Linked DNA regions of Callithrix jacchus: region 1 is linked to region 2. A link is a contact called in public Hi-C data. All regions are on one chromosome and are shown on one strand. Each heading gives the region's core, a stretch centred on a gene start, on an enhancer-like site or on the middle of the called end of the contact. The rest is flanking DNA. Distances are from core to core; before and after follow the strand shown.

Region 1 (2,700 bases), core at 95-2,594, 46 kb after region 2:
TCCGATAATGCAGCCAAACCTCATTATGGGGTACTTTCCCTCAAACAAGATGTAGCGTACAATCAGAAAGCCCAGAGCCAGGCTTCTATATACTCCGGGGATGCTCAAATAACAGTAGGAATCACAGATGGAGATATTACAGACCACTATCCATAGCCTCAAACCTTATCTCACTTCTTAATTAAAACTAGCTTGCTTAGACCTGGCTTAAAGAACAGAACGGTTACCAAAATTGAGGTCATAAAACAACACGTAAGGACTGAAATTTGGGGAGCACATGTCTTAAGTCACAGTATCTAGCTTGTCTTGGAGGAAGAAAGTTAGGAAGTCATTGCTCTCCTGACCACATTGTTTCTAACTGCACAGAACTAGGTTAGTAAGTACAACATGTAAATGACTGAGAAAGTCTATCCAAAAGTTCAGCATGGTTAATGGCTGAAAGCAATCTTACCTCCTCAAGCAAGAAGCCGGCAGACCTGCAAGCCCTTTGCACATCTTATTTAACAGCTTGGGATTTGCAAGCAGAAAAGAAATGCGGCAGGAGGAGCTGTGGCTTCGGCTTTGAGCGTACTTTGCCTCTTCTCCGGCAAAGATACTGTCAGAATTCTCTGAGCGTCTTTCTCCCAAGCCTGTAGGGGTCTCTTTTATAGCCCAGCTACGACCATCCAGCCAATCAGACGACAGCTCTGCAGTACCAGCTCCTCTGTCTCCCTCTGCCTCTCCAGCCCCTGAAAGAGACGAGGAAGAAAAGATTGACGCATCAGCAATGCTAAGCGAACGAGCAGAGAAAATCCTTCTGCAAAGTAGGCAGACAGAAAAAAATGTACTCAACGTCTCTATGAATGTCAAAGGTTTAGAATTTCTAGAAAAGGAAAAAAAGCGTACAATGCTGCAAAATATAGTATTTATTCATATATCTATTAAAAAAAAAAACAATATCAAGGAAAGTTACCTCCTGAAGGAAAAGTACCAGCAAAAATTCTGGAGCTTACTTAGGAGTTGACTCCCAATGTCCTTCCTCTTTTGGATTAGAAGCATCATATTATACATGGTCCAAGGTCTGATCTTCACGGTTTCCAAAAGGGAGTTGGTAGGATCATCGTCTCCATGCAGCGATTTGCAGAAGTTGCCTTGGTTGTTATGCAAACAGGAAGGTGGAGAGCAATAGCTGGATGACAGACAGTTATAAGCCCGGCAGCAAAGAGAAACTAGCCTAGGAAAAATAGATTCGCGCTATCTGTAATCAACCCGACTGCGGAATACTTTTCTAGAAATCTTGGTAACAACAGAATTCAGCCTAGCACTGACAGTTTCTCCTTTACATGCCTGCATCCTATAAAAGTCTAAAACAGCAGCTCGAGGACCAAAGGAGGGAGTAGATGAGCAAATACACACACCAATTCTTATTGGCAAATGGGTTTATGTCTTATGTAACTCTAAGTCTCCAAACTGCTATCTCAAAAGATAAAGAGGGATGTACAGAGAGAGAGAGAGAGCAGGCAGAAAAATATGTAGTTTGCCTTATATATCACCGGCCTTCAAACTAATCATATCAAGTCCTATGGGTGCTTCTGAACACCTGGACAATTAGTATCTTTTACGTACAATATCATGGACTGAAACGACTGCGTGGACAAAAACATTCAGGCATTTCACATCTTATGGCCAGATATCAAATACCTACACCAGAGTTACAGAGGGATCTTTTTCATGGAGGAAAGCTATACGTGGAAGGGGGGAATGAATTGCTAAGTCTGACCAGAACAGCTTTCATTTTGAAAGCAGATAGGTTCCTAATCATAGGCTACCATGAGCTGTTCTTTATTTATAAGAAACAGAGGCATCAAATGGTTTAGGTGGAAGAGGTGAAAATAGTTGGGTTCCAGTGAAATGCAAAATACCAAAAATATGGAAAGAATGGCACAAAGCAATGCCCATACGTGGCCCTACCTAGTACATGCCCTTGAACATCCTACGCTGCCCCCAGTACCACCTCCTTCCATGACTAGCAGAGCAAGAAGACAGCAGACAAATATAAAATGGTGGAGGGACCATAATCCACAGAAGATGCATTTAAATTATAGGAAAAAGTCTCTAGCTGCCCATAAAGATAGAAAGACGTTTTATCAGATTAGCTACTGGGCAACTTTTCCTTGAATTATAACAGAACAAATGAAAGTTGACAGCCATCCCTGATGGTGGTATGGAAGGAACTGCAGTACAATGTGAAATCAGGGAGGTCATCAGACCAAGGAAGACGAACCAGGGAGAAGAACCAGTCAGAACTGACATCAAAGAGGACAGATTAATTAAAAGGGAAAGAAGGTCACTCAAAGAAGAACCATGACCTTCTTTGTTTACCTACGCACCTAAGAGAGTGATCACTCAAATAGATTGATTTTGGGAACATAAGCGAGGACCCAAGAAGATTTACTGATGTCTGAAATTCTACAATGAGAACTTTATGTCTTGGACTTAGAATAAGAGAAGCCTGATTTGTCACGAGTTAAATATAAATCACTGCAATAGATGGGACTTTAAAGGCAATCTAGCCTAACATCCTCATTTCACCAAAAAGGAAATAGAGACCCAGAAAGAGAAAGTGACTTGCTGAGGTTACAGCTTCTTACTAACGGAGCTGGGTCCAGATCTAGGTGTCTCTATACTCAGTTATGTGAGTTGTCCGCTGTGCTATCCTGT
Region 2 (2,700 bases), core at 200-2,699:
GTCTTTCTAAAAAGCTTGTTGACCACCGTTGAGATGCAAATGCAAGTAGCCGAATTAACTATAACAAAAGTTTTCATCTCATTGTTTTTCATTCCTTGTTTTGTATCTGTCTTACCCAATTTAAACATAAACTCAATGAGAGGACCTTGTCTTTTTTCATTTCATTGAGAATCTCGAAACATAGTGTACAGCATGTGGTAGGCATTCAGTAAGCATATTTTAATTTGTTTAATAAACAAAAGGAGAAGCTGCACGGGCTTTTCCTTTTTTCTTTTTTTTTTTGAGACGGAGTTTCGCTCTTGTTGCTCAGGCTGGAGTGCAATGGCGCAATCTCAGCTCACCACAACCTCCACCTCCCAGGTTCCAGTGATTCTCCTGCCTCAGCCTCCCAAGTCGCTGGGATTACAGGCATGCACCACTGTGCCTGACTAGTTTTGTATTTTTACTAGAGACCAGGTTTCTCCATGTTGGTCAGGCTGGTCTCAAACTCCCAATCTCAGGTGATCTGCCCACCTCAGCCTCCCAAAGTAGGATTAGAGGCATGAGCCAGCCTGTGCAGGCTTCTCTCTGTCCACCATGGTCCTATGAAACAAAGTCAGCTTATTTAAACAAGAACCCTAGGAGACTTCCTGGTCTGCTACCACAGGCTACCTGTGATGGTCCCTTACTGACAATGAGTTAACGTGGGGCAGTTGAGGTAACAGCTTGAACCAAAAAATGAAAATAGTTGTTATTAAGACAATCTGTTGAAGGGAAACAGAACATACCAAGAGTTGGAACGGTATAATAAACGTGCTTTCTGTGAATATATTTGACACAAATGACATTGTCAGTTTCATCTTCGCAGTCATCTTATAGTTTGAAGGGGCTTATTACATAATTAATCACTAATATGAGCAAAAGCCTAAAACACTACTAGGGAATGATTCACTTGTGTTTAGAAAAAGAGCTGTCATTTCTGAAGTCATAACACTTTAATATTACCACTACTATGTATTCTTTAGCATGTTCTTCACCTTTTTATCATTTGGAGCACCTGAGGAGTATTTCATATCAATTAACCATAGAGTCATTTTATCATCTATCATGTATTAATTATATAAATCAAATCAATATATGTTTTAACATGGTATCACACTGCATGGCTAAACTTCTCTTTCATATGCTGTTAAAGCACAAGCAATGAGTGATTTTTCTGCAGTTCGAACTGAAGTAGGTTAATTCAGAAAAAGGGTAGACGCCAAAGCGATAGATTCTTTCTACCGCAATCACCCAGCACTGCCTTTCCGTGCAGCTGAGAGTCAATCTTGATTTTAGGGGCCATGCCAAAGATTCTGGCAAGTTGAGGATTTCAGCCCCAGAACTGAGCTGACTTTCCACTGGCATATCCTTACACTCTGCTAAGGGTTTCTAGGATCATCCATTACCCTGTCTCCATGAGCCACCTACGAGGAGCAAACTCCACTGATCTAAAGTCTTAAATGAGCAGCCAGGGAGAAGGCTTTTCCAGCTTTCAACCAAATGCATCCCTCCTGACTGGCCCGCGCAGGGGCCCTCTGGGCCCCCTTCCCTCTGTCAGTCTCTGCTCGATTCTGCCTCTGAGATTAGTTCTCAGCTGCACAGAACTCAGAGGAGCTCCTGTCTCTTCTGCTCTCTAATCCGGCAAACGCCTTACTCTCGGCTGTGGACATTGACAGCTAACGAGGGTTTTAGAAGCCTGCGTCGATCTTTCCTGGATATCTGCTCCAGACATGTTCTTTTTAGTCCGTGGAAAGAAGCTTCGTAGCGTTTCTTCAGAAGGAAGCATCCTGGAACCGATCTGCTCTCAGCTTACATCGTTGCTAATGCTCATGCCTTTCCATGCCCAGCAGGGGGCATCTGCGACACGGATTTAAATTGCATTGAATTTAAATTGGATTATCCCATGTGAGGACACCGCTTTTGGAAATGTGTTGTAAAAATCCTGCGTTATACCTCTAAGCTTTCCTCCATCTCTTCTTCCTTGTCGTTGTTCCTGACATATGTCTGGCATCTACAGAGAAACCTGTTTGTGATTGCCAAGTCTTTCAACCACAGGAATAGCCTCTGCCTCCCAGAAACTTCTGTTTCTTTTAAATCCTAAAAAATCATGGTCTCATAATTGACTCTTTTCAGATTGCTACTGATTGCAGTTATCCTCCCGGCCTCTTCTCATCAGCATAGTTCTCTACAAAATGAGGAACTAAATGCCCCACTTGACCATTCTCAATCTCTTTCAAGGACAGAAATTGAATGCATTTACTTTATAGTGCGTATAGTCATTTAATGGTGTTACCTCTGTCCAGCTAACAAATTAGAGACATCTTAGTCCTCAATGACTCATTTTAAGCTGCACTCCAATGTTTCACCTATTCCACCCCAAAATGCAGTTTTATTATAACCCAGCGATTCAGTTCTTTTATTCATTAATCAATTTACACAGCAAATCTTTATTGAATGCTATTAAATGCCAGGCCCTACGCTAAGTGCTAAAGCTGTAATTGTGAACGAGACACATATTCACCCTGCTCTTGGGGACCTGACACTTCAGTGGGAGAGACAGACAATATTCACATGTGCACATGGAGATATAAATGCAAATTGAAAAATGCCATGAATAATGAATCCAAAATTCAGAGGGCTCTGAGGATATCTCAGGAGCAGCTTTTAGGTATGTAATGT

What was found. A called contact is a pair of places that touch in the nucleus more often than the background predicts.
Region 1: a Hi-C map of induced pluripotent stem cells shows a contact between it and region 2, with 1.8 times the contacts expected there. The contact joins the promoter of RGS4 here to the enhancer-like site in region 2. A contact is called at or near these places in 2 of 3 Hi-C or Micro-C datasets (induced pluripotent stem cells and skeletal muscle).

What each region holds. Positions count from the first base shown.
Region 1 is chr18:38,569,658-38,572,357 of calJac240_pri, forward strand. RGS4 (regulator of G protein signaling 4) reads right to left here and starts at 1,345. Exons shown (of 6, transcript XM_002760305.5): 1 at 993-1,345; 2 at 452-728. The coding sequence starts at 1,050.
Region 2 is chr18:38,523,267-38,525,966 of calJac240_pri, forward strand. The region is part of intron 1 of RGS5 (regulator of G protein signaling 5); the gene reads left to right. Among named protein-coding and RNA genes, the nearest start is that of RGS5, 27 kb to the left of the region's middle. Within about 2 kb of position 1,450, at least 2 of the 16 cell types and tissues checked have an H3K27ac peak or open chromatin away from gene starts, as enhancers often do.